Regions from separate parts of the Mus musculus genome. Here region 1 is linked to region 2. Evidence: chromatin contacts called from public HiCAR-type data. All regions are on one chromosome and are shown on one strand. Each heading gives the region's core, a stretch centred on a gene start, on an enhancer-like site or on the middle of the called end of the contact. The rest is flanking DNA. Distances are from core to core; before and after follow the strand shown.

Evidence for each region. HiCAR-type assays count read pairs that join an accessible place to other places.
Region 1: a HiCAR-type map of fibro-adipogenic progenitors shows a contact between it and region 2, with 7 times the contacts expected there. The contact joins two enhancer-like sites. A contact is called at or near these places in 3 of 484 Hi-C or Micro-C datasets (the 3T3-L1 cell line, 3T3-L1-derived adipocytes and embryonic fibroblasts) and 2 of 115 datasets of contacts at active chromatin or transcription factors (astrocytes and fibro-adipogenic progenitors).

What each region holds. Positions count from the first base shown.
Region 1 is chr15:57,028,687-57,034,793 of GRCm38.p6, forward strand. No RefSeq gene overlaps it. Among named protein-coding and RNA genes, the nearest start is that of Gm26178, 210 kb to the right of the region's middle. Within about 2 kb of position 4,540, at least 6 of the 459 cell types and tissues checked have an H3K27ac peak or open chromatin away from gene starts, as enhancers often do.
Region 2 is chr15:56,340,508-56,346,326 of GRCm38.p6, forward strand. No RefSeq gene overlaps it. Among named protein-coding and RNA genes, the nearest start is that of Gm41326, 67 kb to the right of the region's middle. Within about 2 kb of position 4,219, at least 28 of the 459 cell types and tissues checked have an H3K27ac peak or open chromatin away from gene starts, as enhancers often do.

The DNA.
Region 1 (6,107 bases), core at 3,290-5,789, 690 kb after region 2:
ATCAGTTTGGCAGTTCCTCAGAAAATTGGACATAGTACTACTGGAAGATCCAGCAATACCTTTCCTGGGCATATACATAGAAGATGATCCAACTTGTAATAAGGACACATGCTCCTCTATGTTCATAGCAGCCTTATTTATAATAGCCAGAAGATGGAAAGAACCCATATGTCTCTCAACAGAGGAATGGATATAGAAAATGTGGTACACTAGGCCGGGGCCTAGCAAACACATAAGTAGATGCTCACAGTCATCTATTGGATGGAGCACAGGGCCCCCAATGGAGGAGCTAAAGAAAGTATCCAAGGAGCTAAAGAAATCTGCAACCCTGTAGGTGCAACAACATTATGAACTAACCAGTACCCCAGAGCTCTTGACTCTAGCTGCATATGTATCAAAAGATGGCCTAGTCGGCCATCACTGGAAAGAGAGGCCCATTGGACACAAAAACTTTATATGCCCCAGTACAGGGGAACGCCAGGGCCAAAAAATGGGAATGGGTGGGTAGGGAAGGGGGGGGAGGGTATGGGGGACTTTTGGGATAGCATTCTAAATGTCATTAAGGAAAATACGTAATAATAAAAAATATTTTAAAAAAAGAAAATGTGGTACATTTACACAATGGAGTACTACTCAGATATTAAAAACAATAAATTTATGAAATTCCTAGGCAAATGGACAGATCTGGAGGATATCATCTTGAGTGAGGTAACCCAATCACAAAAGAACACAAATGATATGCACTCACTGATAAGTGGATATTAGCCCAGAAGCTCAGAATCCTTCTTAGAATGGGGAACAAAATACCCATGAAAGGAGTTACAGAGACAAAGTTTGGAGCAGAGACTGAAGGAATGACCATCCAGAGACTGCCCCACTTGGGGATCAATCCCACAAACAACCACTAAACCCAGACACTATGGCAGATGCCAACAAGTGCTTGCAGACAGGAGCCTGATATAGCTGTCTCCTGAGGGGCTCTGCCTCTGCCTGGCAAATACAGAAGTGTATGCTCACAATTATCCACTGAACATAGCACAAGTTCCCCAATGATGAAGCTAGAGAAAGTGCCCAAGAAGCTAAAAGGGTTTGAAGTCCCATAGGATGAACATCAATATGAACTAACCAGTACCCCCAAAGCTCCTTAGAACTAAACTACCAATAAAGAAAAACAACAACAACAAAACCAAACACATGGCAGAACTTGTGGCTCTAGCTGTATATGTAGCAAAGGATTACCTAGTCAGTCATCAATGGGAGGAGAGGCTCTTGGTCCTGTGAAGGATCTATGCCCAGTATAGGGGAATGCCAGGACCAGATATGGGAGCAGGAGGGTTGGGGAACAGGGGGAGGGGGGAAAGAGAAGAGGATAGGGGTTTTTTTGGAGGGGAAACCAGGAAAGGGGATAACATTTGAAATGTAAATAAAGAAAGTTTCTAATAAAATAATAACAAAAATAGTTACAGAATGTAAATTTAGGTTGTGAATAACAATTTAGTGGAAAGAAGATATTTAATTCAGATGGTATTCAATATATTCAGATTCAGGATGGTTTGAGTCACTGATCATGGTCACTCCTTTGGGGTATATATTACTCATCACTGTTGGGGGGAAAATACCTGACTAAAGCAACAGAAAGTAGGGGGTATTCATTTTGGCTAACAGTGTGAGTCTACTGTAGCAAGGAAGCCATGTTAGGAGATGGCTCCTTTCATTGCTTCTGCATTTAGAAATCAGTTCTTAGCTGGCTTTATTTTTTTATTTATTAATTATATTTTAGTCCAGATAGGGAAATGATATGTGTAAAGTAGGTTTTCCCACCCCAACTAACTTAATGTAGAAATTCCTTCATAGACATACCCAGGAGTTTGTCTTCTAAGTGAATCTATGTCTTGTCAAGTTGAAAATCAATATTGCTTGATCTGATCCATAAGAATGAAAATGTCTAGGTTATTAAAGTGAATGATAACAATACTTTCTTGAATTACAGATATCAAACTCAGTAATATGAAATTTGCCTTCAGCAACTTATTTCTTACCTACCTTGCCCCTATAATTTATCTGATCAGTTTCACCAAAGATCCAGGAGTTAATTGGAATTTTTGACAGATAATGTATTTGAATTGTGCAATTGTTTTATATTTTTGAGAACTATCTTTAATTCTTTGCATTTTATTATATTAATATACATCTACTAATCTACTAGACATTATTACTATTATGTGTACATTTATGAGACAGGACTTAGTAGATGCTTTTGCAAAACAGTTTTAGGTTGATAAATAGGTGGATGACAGCTAGGTTGATAAATAGGTGGATGACAGCCCTCATAAAGCTTGTAATATTAACTATAAAGTAATCCATTTGTTCTTTGTGGGGGACACATTTTTCGATGAACTATATGACTTAGCAATGTCATGAACTAGATTTTTCAAATTGGACAGATACTTGAAGAATCATTTTGTAGTAATCCTATATGGAAAGAAAAATGTTGATTATAAAACAGAAAAGTATGTAATATCATAGATAATCTAGGAAATGACATACAAGATGGTAATTGTTCACAAGACCAGTAGAACCTTTATTCTGGCCTTTCCTTATATTCTTTAAACAAACAAACAAATTCTTTTGAGATTTCTTCTCAGTATTCCTAGCTGGCAAAAATGTCTTCAAATATTCTGATTCTATCCAATACATGTTTTAAAACACAGAAACACATAGAAAAGATTGCACTTTAGTGCCAGTTTTCACTTTTGCAATTTAATATTTAAATGCATCATTTCTTTTGCAACAGTTGTATCTCCTTAAATCTCTGTTCTCCAACAGAGCAAGACACAGGCAGCTGTTTATAGCTCTGGTGCCAAATGCAAAAATTGACTCATACTGGATGCTCAATAAATATTTATTGAAACAGTAATAAGTGGTATGCCACTTGAAAATGACATATTGGAGTTATTCAAAAACCTCTTATAGTTTCCAGAACAGTGCCTCTGACTATGTGTGTCAACTTCATGGTTGTAAGAGTCATTGTAGTATGTAGATTATCCCCTAGTACAAGTTTTCCTTGATTTTTATGCACATATAATGAAACAACAATGCAGATGCATGCCTGAGAGAAAGAGACAGAAACAGAGAGACAGAGAGAGACAGAAAGAGAGAGAGAGAGACAGACAGACAGAGAGAGACAAAGAGAGAGAGAGAGAGAATATGAAGATGATAAAGAGGATAAAACTCACTAAGAAGCATAGATTTGTGAGGAAAAAAGGAATTTATGTATCAGAAGATGGCCTAGTTGGCCATCAGTGGAAAGAGAGGCCCATTGGTCGTGCAAACTTTATATGCCTCCGTACAGGGGAACACCAGGGCCAAGAAGTGGGAGTGGGTAGGTAGGGGAGTGGGGGGGAGGTTATGGGGGATTTTTGGGATAGCATTGGCAATGTAAATGAGGAAAATACCTAATTAAAAATTTTAAAAAAGGAATTCACAGAACTAGAAAACATAGCTGGTAAAGTTATAGGCATCGAAATGTAAAATATGAGAACCACATGGATAACAGAATTTTCACTCCCACCATGACCCTGTATAATTTTTGATAGCAGTGTGACCTTATGACATTTCTAAGCACAAAATTCATAGCAATACATACTGAAATCTTTGTTATTTGTATCCCCTGATTCATGTTTATTCCCTGATTTGAAGCACATCATAGCTATGTAAGATTACTATAATTATCAACTCAATTTCAAGATATAAAAATGAAGTTAAAAGACATGTAGCCCTTAGTATATAAACTAGTTCATTTGCTATATGTACATATATTGATTCATTTTAATGTTTACAAAGTTATTCTGATGTGAATATGCTTCCAATTATCCTAAAGAAGGCACTGAGTCTAAAATAAATGAATTTACATTAGTATTTCACAAATGTTTGTTCTTCTACTATAAATTGTCTCTTTATTCACTCCTCACTTGCAAGGAAATGGGGAAATGTCAAAAGGAGAGCCAATTTTTAAAGGAATCTAAAAATACATAGAGTGCAGAAACCTTGTATCAGCCTATAGTTGCCGAAAAACCTTTTCACGCTCTATCTACCAATTTCATGTACATATTTTGACAGGAAGATTTTTAAATCTTATTTAAAACTCCACTGTTTGAACCAAGTTGTTACAGGGTGTTACATGTTGCTCTAATACATATACTACCCATGAAATAGCTTCTATGTAGTATGTTAGTGTTGATCAGTATGTTATGTTTAAGCAAGTCAAACTAAACAAAAGTTCCAGGTGAAAGAAAAACACTCATGAGAAACATTATGTTATTGTCACACAACCAAAGAGTTCATGTAAGCAATTTATTTTCTCCATGTAGTCAAGATAAACAGGATGCCAAAACATAATGAGAAGCTACTGCACAGTTTCATGAGAATTTGACATACTCAAAGTCTATAAAATCAGCCCCTGTGTCCCTGTAGGCAGATGTGCAGCAAAGCCAAATCTTAATTAGAATGTTGCTTCATAGACATGAAATCAGATGTAGGGCGTTTGGTGATTCATATGTCAAACAGTACAGCTCCCAAGACAGTACTCATGCCAATGAGAACAAATATGCTATAGTAGAGTTTTGCCTAAGATGAATGTCAGAGTGGTGAGCCATTTTTCCAGATCTGTTGTAGTTTGATTGTGAGGACCAGAAGGAACTCAAAAACTACATAAATGGTAAGGGTCCTTCTCAACTTCTGCTGTTTGTTTTTGTTTTCCGTCCTCTTTAGCTGTGTTCCATCTCCCAATCCACTTATTTTATGTTTATAACATTTACTTCATTATTTTGAACTAATATGTCATGGTTTTGCTCTGGTCAGAAACAAAAGTTAGCCTGTTGCTTAGTTCTCAAAGGGAAATCTTCATTCAATAATTTTTTCATTTTGACAGATCATAACAAAAATTGCCAAAACCTAACAATAGAGGAATCCTTTCCAAATATTACTTTTTTTTTGTAAAAAGGACTGTTAAATTTTTCCACAAATTATTTTATTGGGTCTTATTTAAAATTTCTTTGTCAAACTCTAAATTTTACCTGAATTTCTTTTTAGTTTTCTTAAGGCTTTCAACCATGTTTTATTTTCTAATTTAACAATTTTTATATCTACATAGTGCACTTTTTAGTCTGCAAGTGACATATGCTACTAATTATTGTAGTCCCTTCAACATATAGGACAATATCTCCCAAATACAGTGCCAAAATTTTTTTCAATAGTGGAAACAATAAAAATTAATGAAAATACAAGTTAAAATTATATTAAATTATTTCTATTCCCAAAGAGATAACCTTGTCTTAGCTAACCTCTTATCAATATGTTTTAGTCAATAACCACACTTTATACAGAACACTATAACATTTCTTTCATGATTGTAACATAAATCACATTGTTCATCAATAGTCTTACAGACACAGTAGGATTGTATCACATATGGACTTACAGACTTGGTGGCAGTGTGCATAGGACTTAAGCTAGATGGGTTCTCAACGCTGAGTGGAGAAGTGGACACAGGGTCTCAAACTTAACAAAAAGGCTATTTGAAATTAAGACCCACTGGCTAATAGTTTTCTCCAGTGGAATCTCATTGGGTATTTCAACCACATTCCAGGACAGGCCCCATATCCAGGCGTAGGTGGCTAACATAGAACAAACTCAATAGGCTGATTTTTTTGTTGTTGTTTATTTGTTAAGTCTTTTTAACCTGTTAGACTATAAGCTTCATGAAGGCAGGATTGGAAGATTTCTCTCTTTTTTTTCATAAAAATAAACAATTCAGTGTCTAAGGCTCATTATTTGCCCACCTAAATATTCTGTGAATGAGTCAAGAAATTAGACTTTCAGAGAATTTCTAGGACCAATATTTTATTTTATCCTTTTGTGAAGTATATGAAAAAGTTAATAAAGATGTAGAACATTGTTATATCAGTGCTTAATGTTTTGAGAGCTAAACCATTTCCATAGCTGTTTAAGAATTCAAATTGAAATTATGGCTGACTTTGATTTTTTTAAAAATTGTCATATGGGTTATAAAATTAATTGCAGGATAAAAATATGGGAGTAAATAAATT
Region 2 (5,819 bases), core at 2,969-5,468:
ATAGGCAGATAATGAAGGAATAAAAATGGTAATCTTTATTCAGTAAATAACACTTGGAATCATTCCATATCAGTTAGAATGAGACCATAATTCACAATTATTTTTAGTTGAAAGTGTTATTCCTGAGAACAGTTGACTGGGAAGTTATTGATTATCAACACAATTTATTGAAATAATATCACTTCAAGAAAATGCACAGGGATGCTTCCCTTTAAGCATCACCTTTCAGTAGAACTTTGCGTAGGAAAGTTTTCATTGAGGACTTCCACTCCAGTGCATTTCTGAAGTCTGCTTCAGTCCTTAGAATCAGTACATGTTACCTTACCTCTTGTTCCTCTTTCACTGACTGGGGATCTACTACTCATTCACTCTCTACCAACTCTATTCGCCCAAGGTGTCTTGATCACCGCTTGTCCCATAACAGACTCATCCTTCTAAGGTCTTTTGTGATCTACATCCTGCACATTTTCAATCTGTCACTGTTCCAGGTCCATCTAGAATGTTGCTCACAGCCTTCTTTCCTGACAGGTTCTTCCAATCTCTACTTCTCCACTTGGGAAGACCTCATGGCACTCCTTTTCCTCAGCTTCTTTGTTCCTAATGATACTTTCTATAAATTTTCACTTACTACAAACAAACAAACAAACAAACAAACAAACAAACTGGGTTTCTCTTCCCAGTGTTGTTTCAGCAATATGTGCTTGATCAAAATTCTTCTGCTAGATTCTTTGTATCCTGATATTTTCATGTATGTTATATTTTATCTTAATAAATCAGTTAGTTTTTGAAAGACATATGCCCTTTTTTGGGGTACAGAGTGATTAGATAGATGAATTCCTCTGTCCTGCCATTTGCTTACTAAAGCCTAGCTATAAAGATACTCAGCAATTACTGAATTCAGCAGTAAGCAGGTACAATAACATGCCATAATATTTTTGTATTTGTCTGGTTATTGATTTATTATGGGTTATTGACAAACAACAAACTCAAAGGACAGTGAGGACCAAGTTTATTATACCCAAGTGCCTCTCTTCCCTATAAGTTCAAAGTGATTTTAAGAGTGATTAGTGGATTTTTAAAACTGCATCAACACCATAATCCTCTTTCAAAAAAAATGTCAGCGGTCACCTTACAATTGAATGTTGAAGCAAGGATTAAAATGCTGCGTGCGATGGAGGACTTTGCTTGAGTTAACTGGATCACTGCATCTGTGTCCTTGTTAAATATGTTTTCTGAACCATGAGCAAAGCAGGGGTGGGGTGGAAGATCTGAGGCAATGGGCATCAGATGGAGAACTTAAGGGGTAACTTTTCTCGATTGATAGTAGCCAGTGTAACTTACATAAGAGAAACTAACTGGTTTCTCATATGCTGATTACTTAGATAATATTTTCATTTATGTTTTGTATTTTACAAGATTCGATTTCTTACATTTTTCAAAAGATTTTATTCATTATAAACAAGTCCTGTTGGCCTCTAAATCTTATGACAATTGCTTTTGTTACAAAGGCACATTTATCAAAACTCCTTAAATACTGTTAGTTTCTACACAGGTAAGAATTAGTCCTTAAATTGTAAGAAAGAGAACTTTACATTTTCATAAAGACTAAAAGACAATATATGTGTATGGACTTTCTGTAGAATTAGCCATTTCCCTCCGCTCAAAGTGTATTTCACTGACAGTCCACAAATTTCCTTGTCGTTTATAAACATAAATCTCCCTTAAGGGCCATTAAAATTATTTTGCTAATTTATTAGCTAACCATGGTGGATTGGGAAGAAAGCCATGGACTTTGTGTAGATGACAGCCCATGTTTTTCTTCACTCAAAGAAGAGAGGGGAGCTATGGGTAGAAGTGCTTTGTTCAGCATATTCTACTGATAATCAGAGCTCAGGCTGTAAACTACAGACACTCAGAGAGGCTGCCTTTTGAGTCACTTTTCCTTGTATTTCATCTCAGCTACTCCACTTTTAGGATTGCTTGAACTCTTCTTCACCATCAGATAGAGTGTCCGTACTCTTAATTTCCTTAAAATCATTGGGTGTTCATAAACGGACAGGAGAGTAAATTAACATGGCAAATGATCTTCTTGAATACTGGAGAAAGAATATTTTCTAGGTATTTTCTACATATAAGGCTCTGTGTTTGAAGCTTTCTATTCTATACTCAAAAATTATATGTGTTGATATGTTAAGGTATATTTAATATGTAAAAATGTATCTATAAAACATCACTATGAAAATACAAATTTCTAAGATTACTTAGAAATTAAAATCCTGAAAGCAGAGATTAAATATCTTTCTCTGGATATATATAATAATAATTAGAGATAGGGTTCAAGTTATTTCTGATGTCAAATACACTCTGTCACGTTTGCTACTACTACCAAAAAGTGGGGAGCCTTCTGACAAAATGAACTGAAAGTGTCACTACTGCCAAGAATTGTGAGGAAAGGGTGAAGAAGAGGAAGAAGAAAGATATAGATACCAGAATTTTACACTATGGAAAGTTTTCTGAATCCAAGCACCAAGGGGATTACCAAAGCTGAAATTTTTGAAATGTCCTCTTTGAGATCATCCAGTACAAAAGTGCTTCTTCCATTTACAATGGAAGAGTGAACAAATATGATCAACGAATATTTGAGGTCTAGTTTTCCCTTACTATGTTTTTTAAAGCACAATAGTATTCTCTAGTCCTATAAATCTTCATCCGTATAATTAAATGAATTCAAGCCTGTGATGCTTGTCATTTCTAATGTCTTTGATGGGTTTCCCTCATTTTATAGTTTTTACTTTCTAAAAAAAAACATTACGTTTATTTATGTAGTGTGAGTGTGTGTGTGGGGGGGGGGTAAAGCTGCAGCACTTTCATGAGGATGTACTAGGAAGCTTTAGTCTAGAGAATTCCCCACAATGTATCGTGCTATTGCTCCCTTGTTGGAGATACAATTTTGTTTCTCTCTGTTTTCTTCATTGTTAGTGTCTCCTGTCATTATGCCTTCCTGGAGCAGTAGCCAGGAATCTGTATCTCACAAGGAACTTGGGTTTCCCATTGTCTAATAGCTCTCTTAGAAAAATGTATCCCAACAAATTACTTGTAAAAATCAATCAAATAAAAATCTCATCATCTGGACAATTACAGTTAAATAGAGAATTCAAAAAGGGTCTTGTTGCCAAGGAAGTCATTATTGCAAAGAGTTCACAAATACTCATATAAAGAACAGTAGCAGAAGAATACATTTCATGGCTCCCAAAGAAAGTAGAAATAAAAAGAAAAGCTTATAAAATCCTACATTATGGAACAGTGGAGAGACTGAGACTTGAGTCGGGACTTCTTGGAAGGTTGGAGCCTTTTGTAAAGTCTGAGAGATTATGGAAGGGTATGGGTATGAAGATATGTATTCTTGTAACTATATTTAGCCTCTCCCATGAGCACTTTTGGGTAGTGAATCCTGCCCTGAAGACCGAGGATTTTGCATTGGACATTGCTTGGATATAGTCACGGGGTGAGAGAGTTGAGAAAGTCGGAGAAACAGTGGCACAAAGGGAGATCACTAAGATTGTAAGAATATTTCAGGCCCTCTTCCTAGAAAGAAATAACAGTGATCCCATGAATTTAGTAGTCCTTTGTGTTGTATTTTACTCTTTATCTGGCTTTCCAGAAGGGGCATGTAGACAAGGGTATTGAGAAGTCTTTTTTCATTCCAGCAAATTGGATATTTCCTAGATTCAAGTTAAAATACAAAAAGCAGGGGGGAGACTCAGAAAGCAAGAACCAAGTGACCCACAACAATGAAGTTTTAGAAGTATCTTAAAAATAAGTCATGCTAATTTAATGTAACAATATTATGCTTTTGGAGCTAAGAGCCATAACATATGGCAATGAGAAACTTGTTGCCAAAGGAAACTAGAAAAAGCCTGTCCATTCACTAAATTATCACTAGAGGGGGTGGTTGCATGCAGATAAGGTTCAGGTCCTGGGCCATTATCACACCCTTTTGCAGTGAAAACTTCCCACCTCCATTAGCAGTAACAGTTTCTTGTTGTTGTTGTTGTCGCTATGGGAATCGCCTACCAAGGAGTAAATATGTCTACAATAGCCGTAGACACTTTTATTTCTCATCCTTTTTTAGTGCGTGGCAGCCTCAGAGCAGTCCATCTGCAGCTTGATGCTGCTCACTGGCCTGTTAAGTCTGGGGAGCACAAGTCATCTATTATTGCTCAATGGTAACACTGCACACAGCTCTGTTCACACACTGTGGTGCATTGTAAGCTCTCTTCTCTATGGAGAGAGAGAAAGTTGGAAAAAAGAAACTGGTTTGCCCCTCCCCCTCCCCCTCCCCCTAGCTGGGTCCCCTCTCTAACAACAGCTGAATCATTAAATGTGGATAACTCATGAATCTTTCTTTATCAGTCTAGTAGACACTCATGCTTAAGTGTTGAGAATACCAATTTAATTGGGTGTAAATGGCACTGACAAAAAGAATCATTAGATTTACTGTTTGGAGCTCAAAGGTAACTGTGTGAGTTACCTGCCACATGATTAAATTAATTGGGCTTTCTAAAAGGTATAAGTTTAAATAAAAACTATGATTGAACTTCAGGGTCAGTGGCATAAATTAAAGTGTATCCAGACTGTTTAGTTTGTCCAAGAGAGAACTCTAAGTTAGCTCTTCCTATCCAGGGAAGTTAATTGAGCAGAGAATAGGGCGATTATTACTAGTTGCAAGTAATTTCATGTCCTCTCTTACTACTGTAGTTGAGTATGTAATTAACTACGCAGTTTAACAGCTCCTGGGCTGTGGTTAGTTGCTCAGTGGTAAGGCACTTGCTTAACTTGTGGAGTGCTTTCTAGCACTGAAACAAAGAAAGAACTAACTACAGGAAAAATTTCAGAGATCTCCTCTGTATTGAGATGTCGACAATCAAGGGAGCATTAACACCTTGAAACCTGGTCCTAGTCCAGTGGGAAACTAAAAGAGTGGAGACAACAGCAGAGATACCTAAGTCCATCACCTCTCTGGCCTATCAGCCTCTTCTCAGACTCAATGAAGGAGGGATACTCTTTCCCACAGAACTGGTAGGGGAAGGACCAAAACTTGAGACATGATTCTTTGAGGTCAGACCCAAGTCAGTTGACTCATCATATATCTTTGAATGTATTCACATAATAGACATTCAATATATTTGTGTTCTGTAAATGAGACTATAAATGAATGGATGGCAGAATAATGTCCTGGGAGATAAAATCTGAGGATTCTTAGTTAATATGTTCAAAGGGAAAGACACTGAGTACTTACTGAATCTTAGAGCAGTGTACCTGGATGAAAAATAACACTCATACTTTAACTTAAGCTTCCAGGTTTTATCCTTTGTTGAACTACACTTTGATTTATCACTCTAGACATCAGTATATTTAAATAATAAAGCAAATAAATACTCATCTGTAGGGCAGCAAGAAAATAATGTGTAAATCATTCGGAAGTAAAGAAATGAAATAACTGGCTATGGAACCTCTCTGGGAGTTGACATCTTTGTGGAGAATTGTTAGCCTTTCCTTGAAACATACATTTGGGTTCCTGGCATCAAGGAAGTTTTGTAATTTCTCCAGAGGACATTTCCTTGGGAATTTCAAAGATGCAAAACTCCAAATGGTGTAGGGGTGCTTGAGTTGTGAGGCATCCCAACGCAAGCATCAGCAGTGCTGCTAAGATGATGTTGGTCAGTCTTGGCTTCTTGTCACTGGGGCCTCAGGGTGTCTACTTAACTGGAAACACATTCTGCAGTTACAGCCAAGAGGGGCGACCTTTCCCCAAATGG